2 separate regions of the Capsicum annuum genome follow, and region 2 is linked to region 1. Evidence: chromatin contacts called from public Hi-C data. All regions are on one chromosome and are shown on one strand. Each heading gives the region's core, a stretch centred on a gene start, on an enhancer-like site or on the middle of the called end of the contact. The rest is flanking DNA. Distances are from core to core; before and after follow the strand shown. Region 1 has its middle 14 kb from the start of LOC107838718. Region 2 holds the start of LOC107838726 (homeobox-leucine zipper protein HOX11).

The links. Hi-C and Micro-C count contacts between places; a contact is called where the count stands out from the background.
Region 2: a Hi-C map of leaf shows a contact between it and region 1, with 2.8 times the contacts expected there. The contact joins the promoter of LOC107838726 here to the enhancer-like site in region 1. A contact is called at or near these places in 2 of 5 Hi-C or Micro-C datasets (leaf and placenta).

Annotation. Positions count from the first base shown.
Region 1 is chr1:143,490,773-143,497,226 of UCD10Xv1.1, forward strand. No RefSeq gene overlaps it. Among protein-coding and RNA genes, the nearest start is that of LOC107838718, 14 kb to the left of the region's middle. Within about 2 kb of position 3,594, at least 2 of the 5 cell types and tissues checked have an H3K27ac peak or open chromatin away from gene starts, as enhancers often do. A contact at or near this core is called in leaf, where this site is marked.
Region 2 is chr1:143,533,029-143,539,482 of UCD10Xv1.1, forward strand. It overlaps LOC107838726 (homeobox-leucine zipper protein HOX11), which reads left to right and starts at 4,131. Exons shown (of 4, transcript XM_016681902.2): 1 at 4,131-4,608; 2 at 5,171-5,523; 3 at 5,693-5,772; 4 at 6,124-6,454. The coding sequence starts at 4,281.

The sequences.
Region 1 (6,454 bases), core at 2,344-4,843:
ACATTCATATCTTTGTGAAGAAGCTAGCTTTTCCCCCTAGTTGAAGTTGTTGATTTTTTGTTTGTTCCTAAAAAGAGTTGTGAGATACTCAACTTGGTCTTTCCTTTTAAATGTACATTATTGTCATCATCCACTATATATACAAGTGACCTAACTTTATTATTATTCTCTCATGTGCATTTCACAAGTACATATCGATTACGAGGCTTTCCAATATGAAAGGTCAAAGACATGAATTTTGATTGTTCTCAAAGAATTTTACGTTATCACTATAGTTTAACTTGCTTTTTTTTCTTTTTTGATTGATCTCATCTTCTTTTGTGAACAATTTTTTGTGGATATCTTTTAAATTGATTTGATAATGTAAACATAGATTATATTGTCAATGTATAGGAGTTAATTATCTCGAAAGAAATGGATAATGCATCATTGTATATCCTTTTTTCCTTTATCAGACTGATACATTTGTGTTATGAAAAACAGACAGGAATAGACAATGTGATAAGCAAAAGAAAACAAGATGAACACACACAGATTTGCGTGGAAATGCTTGACGAAAAAAACCACGGGCAGAGGAGGAGAAATTCACCATATCGGAGAGGAATACAAAGAGGACCCAAAGTTCTCTATAACACACGAGAACCGTCATATTAAAACCAACCCTCTAAGTCGCACTTATATAATACGTGCGTACAAGAAAACTCTAAACCCAAAAACATATCGTCCCGATCCCCACGCTACCACCACAGACCCCCAAAAAATTTCAAACATAGATCGCACCGCAATCTTTTCAGAGCCGGATCAACAAAATTCGGGTCACCATAAACTCTAACAATTTGGATCTAGTAGGTCTATTATAACTTTTATCTTTTGCATAATAGTATGAATGAGCAATGTACATGACCCTATTAGCCCTCATTGGTTGTCTTATAAGTAATACACTTGTATTTAGCAAAGCATAGGTTATACTAGAGGAACAAGCTAGTAGAATCCAAGAAAACCACCTAAAAAAAGGAAAAGATGAAAAGGGGAAAATTGAATTGAGATGCAAATATTCTTTTGATGTTATGTATGTAGGAATTAATGCGGGGGACAAAAATACACAGGAGATAAAAGTGTGGGGAAATCTTGTGAGGACCATTATAATTATAAATAATGATAGTGATGATGAGGGAGAGGGGACTGACAAAGAGGTAAAAATGGCTTTTTTTTTAATATCTTTTGATGATTGTATAAAAGCTATCCACGTGATTGACCCCATGGGATTTGTCACAAAGGACTACCATGTCTACTTGTATCTAGGATTCTTCCCAAATCCCACCATCTTTATAAGAAACTTATTTTTCATGAATTAGCTACAGTTTGGAGCAATATTACAAATGTATTAATATGAAGGTTGTATCTCATATATGTGTCAATATGTATAGAGGTTGCGTTTTATATGTATCAGACTATATCAAATGAAAACATGAGAGAGATGTATCGGATACAATATTATATTACCATTCAATCATTAATTACCAGCATCAATGATTATTTTCAACCTTTTATCTTTGTGTATCGATGGTAGAATCGATATACTATGTACATCAATTATCATCATATTTATACATACTATATCAATTCCACCATTGATACAATTCTATGTCTCTACTATGCAGTTCCACTATTGGATACAAGTTTAAAAAGGTAAAAAAAAATCGAGTGATAATACCTATACATTAACATTATAGTAATGTATAGTGGATAAAAGTACGTAAATTTCCAATATTTATTTTTTAAAATGTTTTGATCTAACGAAATATGAAAAGGAATCTCTATTCCACAATACCCTTAAAAGTTTTAAAACATATATACTTTTTTGGTATTTGAACTTCCATTCGTACGCAATAGTTGGTAGAAGTGCTTTGAATAAAAATTAGTTTTTTCATATAAGTGTTTTGAATGGGTGTTGAGTCCCATTACTTTGAATTCCATGTAAATTTTCCGTTCAACTATGATCAATGTTCATACTAATGACGCAAAAAGAAAGTTCTAATTAGTAGATATATTGTAGTAGTAAATACATTCTTTTACTTTCCAAAATAAATTATTTAGCAAGTCATGTCAAAGTCAAACAATTGATGCTCCTGCATTACGATATTTGTGTAATCATTTTTATGTCACCGTTGACTTGGCAATTTATATTAAGTGATATGTTGCTTAAATTTTGTCTTAATTAGGAGAATCTAGTTTACTTAAGACTAGTAAATATGCTCATCATTTGAAGCTTAACTAGAGAGATTAGGGCAATAATGTTTTTAGTTAGATTCATACATATCAAACTTTAATAAATTCATTACTCTATTATGTGAATTGATTTAAAAACAGGAAGAAAGACGAAATAAATATGTGAGAAAATTAACGAAAAGGTTTTGAAACAGTGAGAAACTGAGAGTTTACAGAGGAGAAGGTGAGGTCTGATTGACAGCCTAATGAAGAAAAAAAAATGTGTATTAATGATGTTGTCGATCGAAGTTGATGATTGTCTTTTAATTTATTTTTTTTAATGGAGGATGAGTATGGTTGCTGATTTTTAAGTGTTTGAAGGTGTTGCGATGGTGGAAGTAAAGCAATGGTGGGACAGAGGTCAATACTTTTGATGACTCGAGTTCGTCGGAGATGTAGTTCATGAAGGTAAGATGGTGAAGAGTGCAGGGGTGGCTCAAGTAAATTCATGGCTTAATAAGGTCAAAATCTAACCGATGTCTTAAGTTTTTAAGAAAAATTAATTGTATTTATAAAGATATTTTTAAAATTATATCATCAATTTCTTATAATAATTCTTTTTTTAATTAGTAATATAGTCAATGCATTAATTTCTTGAGACCTAAATTCCTTTATATGAAAAGTTTATTTTTTTCTATAAATAATATTTAGTATCTTTTTAATGTGTAATATTTTATTACTAAAAAAATGAAGCCCTTCAAATTTGGAGGCGATCGCTTTTTTTAAAATGGGTAAAGCCCGCCTTTGGAAGAGCGGAGAAATTGTTGGTGTATTTGATTACTTTTCAATGGAGGTTGAGAGAGTTAATAAGTAGCGGCGTTAATGAGATTTTGTAAAATACAAGTGAGAAGATAGAGAAAAAAATCAATTCATTAAAAAAATCATGATACATAACACTATACTAAAATAAAATATCAGAAATATATATATCCTAAATCAACACATAACGCTATATTTAAATAAATGTATCACAAATATATATATCCACATTTACTAGTTTAAAATGTATCACACGCGATATGTATTTTTAAATATATCAAATTAATATTTATGTATACATCAAGATTTAAAACATGTATCATAAAATGAAATTTTTAAAATTTTATTTAATTAAATAAAATTATGATTAGAAAATATTATTAACTTCTTAACTTGTGAAATTTTTATAAGTTATTTTATTATAAAATATTTATTTTTAATATAATTGAGAAATAAAGATGAACGAAAAAGAGTATTTTATAATACAATAGGCTCTCATTGTTCTTACCTCAGCGAAGTGCCGCTAAAAAGAGAGAAAGAAATAAGGAGGTGGGTTGACCGAGAGTCACGCGTGCCTCATGACTTCTGACCTAAACTCTCCATTCTAATTATTTGACTCTCCCTTCTCTATTCACCACCCCTTTTTTGGGGGGTGGGGGGTGGGGGGTTTAATTGAACTATTCAAACTGTTTTTTTTGGGAGGTTGGGTGGGGTGGGGTCAGTGACGGAGCTAGAATTGACATAAAGAGGTTTATAAATGAACATACAAACTAATCGAAGGGAGTTCGATATCTACTATATATACATAAAAAATAATTTTAATCATGTATATATAGTACAATTTTTCGTACAAAGGAATTTGAATGAACCCCCAATCTTATTTGTAACTCCGCCTTTGGGTGGGGTTTGGGGGTAGGGATGGAGGTCTAAATTTCACATTAGCACCAAGAGCTCTCTTTTTTTTTTTTTTTTTTTTTTGACCTTTTTGTTGTTGTGAACTCATAATTTTCAAATTGAAAATAAGGAATGCTAATTATTTGAACAACTCAGTCTTGTCATTAGCATGGTTGGTCAAATTACTAAAATTTGTTTATCTTGGTTAGGATAATTTTTTAAAAGGACTAGTAATTGGTGTTTCATTAATTGATTTGAAAATATTTTTATCTATATAAAAACAAATATTTTTTGGTTAATCAATGTTTTAGAATTGCTTTTTGGAGAAGAAATAATTTTAAAACTTCGGAAAAATAGCTTCTGTTACTATTTTTGATCAAATATTTTAATTTTTAAAAATAAATAGTTTTTAAGATTAAAAAATACTTTTATGTTATAACTTCATAAAAGCTTTGATCAAATAAGATACTAATAAAAAAGACAAATAAGATCAAAGGTACTCCAAAGAATGTAATTGGATTTATTTGAAATTGTAACATCAAAAATCAAACAATTATAAGAAGTGTACGACTAGCTAATTGACGCCCAATCGTGTATTTCATTTGCATTGTATTTATTTTTTTTGTTTGGTCTATTTCTTTCAATTTCTATGTTCTATGTACGTACTACATAGTCATTATGGCAAGATAATAGACTATCTCGAAGGAAAGATCAAAGCTCTAACTAGTAGCAACAATTTTATTCCACAAATAATTAGCATCCAAACAAAGAATAATGTTGTGTAAAATTTCAATTCGTATGAGTATGATATAGTTCTCAACTTCTCATCACTTTATTACTTGTAACGATTGATGCATTTTTCAAATTAGTAATAGTCCGGATCCGATAATAACGACCGACGAACCGAGAATTGTATAGTATTAAATATGAAATTTGCACATGACCAATTAATTTTTTACAAAATCATTTAAGTATATCTTTACATATTTTTTATTTTCTTAAAATCTCAACTAAGGGCATTTTCCTCTTTATTGTAGAAAATAATTTATTTTGATTGCCCCCCCCCCCCCCCCCCGGCAAACCCACCCACACAACACTAAAAAAAAATGAAGTAAATTGTAAATAAACAATTATAAAAGCATTTATATTACTATTATTATTTGCGGCATGGAGTGGTGGTAAGGGAACAAGTTGTTTTTCGTATATTCCAATGATTGCAAATGTTGGAGACCTGTCCCCTTCACACTTTGCTGCATCTCTATAATAAAATACTAAAAAATTCTTTTCTCGCACCTTTTGTTTTTTTTTAAAAAAAAAAACTCTATTTCTATTTTCCAGTCTAAATTTGTTTGATTTGATTCTATCAGAGCTAAATGAATTAAAAATTGATGTGAATTTGACTATGATTTTCTTAAAAAAAATTCCGAGTGATTTATTTAGTTGCCATTTTAATGTACTTTAAAGCAAATAAATAATCAACATCATTTATAAAACAAAAAGAAAAAAAAAAGAAAAAAAGAAAACGACAATAAAATGAACCTCAAAATATTAGACTGAGGTCATTCGATAAGCGGAACAAGATGAAATATGTCAAAATTAAGTTTAAAACAAATTTAATATTATTTTTAATTAATGATATAAATTTATCATATCAACCATTAAATTTTCTTCCAAAATCAATATATCTCATCTTATTTAAAAGATCAAAATTTCAGAATACTTTATCCGCTTATAAAATAAACGTAAATTTTCACTTGAATTGGTCCCATAAATATTAATAGAACAAAATCTCTAGATTTAGTAATGTTTGAATTGAATATTCCATGGAGTTCACGTGGGGGTTCCCCACCTTTAGCTTGTTTTACTCTACGACCTATTTGGGGAGTCACGTGTTATTCTTGACTTTATTATGGAACTTCACGTGATTTCCACCACCCCCCTCTACGTCACTTTCTTCCCGCTATCTCACTTTCTTTTAGTCGGTTTTATTCTTTATATTAAAAATAAAAATATCACCCTTTTTTTTTGTAACGCTATTAAAATGGATTGATAGGCTGTTTGGATTTTTTTTTTCTGAAAAAGAAATTATTTTCAGAAAAAAATATTTCTTATAAAAAGAAAGACATTTGAAAAATTTACAAACATGCATTAGCATATCTGATAAGTTTGACTAGAGTTTAATTTTAAAATTTTATACTTTATGTTAATATTATTATTCTTTATTTCATTATATGATTCAAATATTTTTTTTGATATTTCTAAGTAATATTATATTATTATTTAATATTTTTTAAATGAATCTATGTATAAAAATACTAATTGAAAATTTTATAGTATGTACTTTTTAATCAAATAATAATAAAGTCTCAATAAAAAATTATAATAGATATTTAAAATATTTTTTCTATAAAATGATTTTAGCAGAAAAAATATATTGATCCATGTCTTTTTTGGTCATTTGACTCTCAAAAATACTTTTCATAAAATATTATCCAAATACAATCTATTTATCAAATACAAATTACTTTTTTAA
Region 2 (6,454 bases), core at 2,881-5,380, 43 kb after region 1:
ATTCAACATCAACTTGAAATAAGATATCAAGTGTTGAAAATTAGTTTGAAAAGCATTTCAAATGAAATAATAACTTAGAGGGTGTTTGGGTAAACTTTTTTTTTTTTGTCAAAATGGTTTTTAAGCCATTTTTAGCTTTTGGAAGTGTTTGGTAATTTCCAAAATTGTTTTAAAAAAATAAATTAATTTTAACATTTTAAAAGCCAAAAGTAATAAGTAGCTATCGGGGGGAGGGGGAGGGGGGAGAAGGGGGGGGGGCTTATAAGACAATTTAAGTTGACCAAACAAATGACATATATGTCCTCGAATACATATATATTCATTTGATAAGCTCGGCATACATATTAATACCATCCTCGAAGGTTAAAAGCAACAGGTCTGGTTTAATACGAAAATGAAGTGTCGTCACAAATTGCACCTTAATGATACGAAATCTTAACATAACCATGAAGAAACGAATAATCTTTTAATATATAACTATCTTTTCCAAACACATTAAAACATTCAATACTTAAACTCTTAAAAAAAGATTTTTTAGCTTACAAATTAATAGTCATTCATGAAAATATTTTTAATATATATTAATTTTAATTTGAACCGTTTTAGCAATAAAAATTAATAATAATCAACTCTATATATTATTAACAGCTATAAGGGTATTTCAGACATTTTGACCAAAAAAAAGTGCTTAAAAACACTTATTTACCAAACGCATCAATAACTTTTTTCAGTTTCAGCACTTTTACAAAGCACGTAACTGTTTATTTTTAAAATAAGTTCAACACTTTCAAAAGCACTTTTAATTTTTTAAAAAAAAATTATTTTTTTCAGCCTATTCAAACGAATTCTTATAATCACAAAACTTTGATTTTTGTTAAAAGTAAAATTTATAGTCATACATGACTTCAACTTTAAATAAATATTTTCAGTTTCTATTTTAAGTACTTTAGGCACTCGATGTTACAAACAAAGCATGAGACTTTGTCCACAACTTTATAACCTCACTAATAAGAAGTCGGCACTAAAATTTACATAGTGTTTGGTCATGATTTTTTTATTTTATTTTTTTTATGAAAAATTATTTTACTTGAGCGAGAATTGTGTAGTATTTGGCGGTAAAATTTCAAATATAATTTATAATTGTATTTGAAAAAGTAAAAATAAGTTAAACTTGTTTTTCATTTTTGATTCTCCGATAAAAACATCAAAATAACTTCAATATATATTTATAACCAAACACAACTCCAAAACTCTAACTTCAAAAAAAAAATTAATTATCATGACCAAATACTAACTTAGGAGTCATGAATATAGGCTTTGCCCTGTTGGGTCGGACTCGCCCAATCCAGTCCAATTCATGATTTGATAAAGTTAAAATAAAATTATAAAATACTAAATGAAAATTCAAACTAACTGAAATTTCACATAAAGTTCTCGACACAAGTATTACTACTATGATAGGCATTTTTTGTATAGTAGAAAATAGAGCATAGGTGTAGTAGTCCAATTCCCCACCTAATTAAAAGCCTAAACACGCGCAATGTTGATAAAATAGAATTTGCATTAGGGTCCCCCTAAATCTTTCATAGAAGGTCCTTTCCTTGACTTATACAACCCCCCTCCCCATTTCAAAAAAAAAAAACACAAATATATTCTAAACAAAATAAGTACTCCCTCCGTTTAAAAAAAAAAATTTATTTTAACTTGACATAAATTTTAAAATATTAATAAAAAAGACTTTTAAATCTTATGGTCTTAAATTAAAGTTGTGTTAAATATATCAAAATGTACTTTAATTTTGTGATCCTGAACATATCATGTGAAAAGTTAAAAATAAAGTATTGTAAAAAAAAAATAAATCATTCTTTTTGTAAATAAATTTAAAAGAAAAGCTGATCATTATTTTTTAAACGGAGCAAATAATAATAATAGTGCTATTAACATGAATAGAGGGCTTTCACGTGTGTTGTCAACCTGAGATTGTCGGTTCAAACATATTCTCAAACAAGTCAATGCAAATAAACAATATGGTCCCATATATAGTGCTAGTAACTATAAATAATTTATATGTTATAGACCAACTTCAGCAACAAGTTCATCTTTCCTGTGGATAGCCAATCTAGAATTTTGAGGCTACGGATGTCATATCATTTTTAATGTTAAAATTATTATTTAAAAAGAATAATTTTTATGGGCGTTCCATTGAAATTTAGCTTCTTAGTAAGAGATTTTTGAAGAAAAATTTTATTGAAACATTATTAAAGAATCTAATTTTTACTAATTCGGTTGAAAATCAGTTAATTTTTTATTTTATGTTTTGCTATTTACACTGTCTCAAATAAGACGAATATTTTATCGATTTTATAGACTTTAAATTTCGATTTGATTATTTATCTTTTCAATTTGTATAGATAAATATATCAAATAATAAAAATGTGATTATTGTTATAAATACTATCGAAAACAACTTTTCTATTTCTCCAGAGATAGTGTATGGACTGCATACATTTTACCCTCCTCAGACCCCACTATGTGGAAATACACTGAGTTTGTTGTCGTTGTTATTGTTAGTACTATAAATTGTGTAAATAAGAGTTAAATTCAACTTATCAATCAGCGTGAAAGTACAAAATAGTTGCCAATATTCAATGGATATTTCCAATTCTATTGTTAAAAAATTATAACATCAAGCCAATCATCATTATTATGATTTACGAGGAGAGGTTAACTATAAATTTGAAGGAAGAAAGAATCTTCAATTATGTTCTACACTTAAGTGAAAAATTCTTAAAGAAAGATTACCCAAAAAAGGGAACAAAGATTAAGTTAAGAGGAAATTTTTTTATAAAAAATAGAATAACGAACAAAAAGTAACAAAATATTGTTGACGTCTGGACTTGAACTCTGGTATACTACATGAAATATTAGTGTGTTTGTCAATGACACTACTTCCTCAACTATTGCACCAAGTGACACTTAAATAACATACCAATTTTATTCAATATATATATATACACAGAGTTTTTCAATCAAAGTTTACGGGTGTCATGCCACCTGTGAACCCCCGTAGATCCACCCCTACCCATGGACATATGCTGGTGTATAATATATTTGTGTTGGAGTCGAAATTTTTATCTTAGAAATTAAATTATGAAGTAAATATATGAAAAAATTAAAAAGAGTTTAACATTCGATCATTATAAGAATATTTATACATAAAAAATAATTTTAATTATATAAATTATATAAAAAATTCGAATGATCTCCTCTATTAATATAAATAATTGGTTACACTAATGATTCAATAGTGCGATTCATCATCAGGAACATAAGATTTGATAACCAGCATGGCTAAGGTATGTCGTGTTTCTGACATTTCAAAACATGTACAGTCCCTTTATTTTCTTTTTGTTATTTTAATTACTAGAAAAAGATTGGCAGACGCTTGAAAAAGAAAAAATTATTCCTATTAATTCCTCTTTTTTTTTTTAAAAAAAAAAGGAAAATAATTTTCAATCCAAAATTTGTAATCAATACTAAAGGATATTATGTATTTTTTTCTACCACAACCCTAGCTGGCGGCTAACGAAATTCTAGGAGGTTGTTTAATTCACGAATTATGTTATTTTAAAATTATAATATTTTAATTGTTTTATTTTAATTGAAAGGTGTATAAAATAATATCAAATTAAATAAGATATTCAAAATTAAAATTATAATTTCTTTCTTTAAAGATATAGAATTAATTTATAATTTAATTAAATATAATATAAATTTAATCTTAATTTTGATCTTAGATATTCACCTCATCCTATTAACTAAACGACCTAGGAAAAAAAAAGAATAAAACATGAGAAACAAACCAACGTAGTGTTGGTTTAATTATTGGTACTGCTAGTTTCTCTTTTTGACTAGACATTAACATATATTTGCCCATCAAGACAAAAGTGTCAAAATACCAAAAAGTGGAAAATATAATAATACTGCTCCAAATTAATCTTGGAAAAAAAAAAAAGAGTAAAAGGGAGGGGTTTACTCTTTCGTTCAAAAGGATACCCCACCCAACAACTCCTAAACATCATATCTCTCTCTTAGCATTTAAAATAATTAAACAATTCACAAATTGGATAGAATCTCTATAAAGACTCCTTCTTGTGCTTTCTATTCAAAATCTCCTTTTTTTTCTATTTTTCCATTCCTCTCTCTCTCTTTCTCTACTCTTTGTATACTCCAAATCCAAAAATCTTTTTGTGTTCTTTTTTCCCCCATCACATGAAAGTATGGAGCTTGGATTAACCTTAGGAGATGCTAACACTGTTGCTACTACTACAACAACAACAACAACAACAACAACATCTTTCTTGTCAAAGAAAAATGTTTGTGATGATCATGAGAAGAAAAAGGGTTTAGGTTTTTGCATGGCTTTAGGAATTAACTCATCATCAAGTGGTAAAATACTCCAACAAGATGAAGAAAATGAAGAAGAAAATACATCTGAAGAAGGGACAAATAATGGTACAGTACCAGTTCAGCTTGATCTTCTTCCTCTTGTTCCTGTTCCTACTCCTGCTCCTCCTCTTAAATCGCTCCATTGGTCCTCTGATAATGGTAATTTCTACTTTCATTTTTTTAATATAGATTATAAGGCGAGGAATCATTTTTATAATGATAATTTATACATATATCAGTAATAATAATATAAGATTTTATCAACATGTTTCTTTTTATACGTATACCAAAAAACATATACACATGCAGCATATTATGTTAAGTTGAATTTGTTGTACTCTAAGATCGAGTTTGGACCGTTTTCCATTTTTTATAAGAAAATTGATGAACATGTTTTTTTTTAACCTTGTATACATGAAATACTATATATTTGTGGTTTCATCTTTTAAAGTTTTTTTTGTTGAAGTTTATATTTTTAAAATTTTTAACGATTATTTTCTTCCAAATATAAATATAAATGATTATTAATTTATTATAGAAAATTTTGACGTATATAATCACTGTTGTTCGTGTGAAAATTTTGAGTTCAGTCAATAAAAGTCTCCATCCAACAATTACTTCCCTTTTCCAAGAATTTTTTCTAAATTCTATTAGTATTTTTCTATTAAAATAAGGTAGTTTAGATTTGATGTTAAATTTATTTGTGATTATATCTTTGTAGGGAGTTCTGAAAATGGTTCTTCCGGGAACGGCGGGTTACCGGCGGCGAGGGGATTCGACGTGAACCGGCTGCCGGCGGTGGGTATGGAAGAAGTTACATCGCCTAACAGTGTAGCGTCGTCGTTTCGTATGGAATTTGGGCTATTCAAAAACTGTGTGAATATTATCGGCGTCGGAAATAAACGGAGCTCCGATTCCGCCGGCGGGAACGACGGCGGCGACCCGGAAAGAGCATCGTCAAGAGCAAGTGATGAAGATGAAAATGGTGTTAATACTCGGAAAAAGCTTAGGTTATCCAAAGAACAATCAGCTCATCTCGAAGAAAGTTTCAAAGAACACCATACTCTTAATCCAGTAAGTACAAATAAAAAAAATAAATATAAATTATGATTGAGTTTTTTTTTTTTTTTTTGGGAGTTTCTAGGTTGAAAAACAAGAAAAGAACAGTTTTTGATAAATAATTTTTTAAAAGTATGTTTTTCTGATATATTGTTGTTTTTATTTTGTTTATTGTATGGTACAGAAGCAAAAGCTGGCACTTGCTAAACAGCTAAATCTAAGGCAAAGACAAGTTGAAGTTTGGTTTCAGAATAGAAGAGCAAGGTTGGTTCAATAAAATTATTTTAAATTGCCAGCTATGAATTAATTTCCTTCTTAAAATTACTTAACACAAAATGCAATTTAAAACTATATAAGAGAATTGAAGGCAACAAAGAAAACATTTGTTTGTGACAGATGAGAATTTAATAAATGGTCTGGTTTGGTCTTATTTCCTCACTTGGGGTACTTACAGTTTTGCAGCAGCTCCTTTCAATATTCTTGAATACTGTGAGAGCACTTGTCTTTGTATCTATGCAAGCTACACAATTAATGCAAAAAATTGATTTCTAGTCATATCATTTTCTCGAATTTAATTCTGTTTAGATTATTTATCTTTAATTCAATTGCTTGCAGGACTAAGCTTAAGCAAACAGAAGTGGATTGTGAGTACTTAAAAAGATGCTGTGAGACACTGACTGAAGAAAACAGAAGACTACACAAAGAACTTCAAGAATTGAGAGCTTTGAAAACTTCTAATCCATTTTACATGCAACTTCCTGCCACCACCTTAACTATGTGTCCTTCTTGTGAGAGGGTGGCTTCCACCACCACCTCCGCCCCAGCTGCCGCAGCTCCTCCCATCATAGCCACCGGAACCACCACTACCACCACCACTACCAAAGCCCCTAGTACCACTACTACCACCACAGCTACTAATGACAATATTCCTAAAGCAATTCCATTT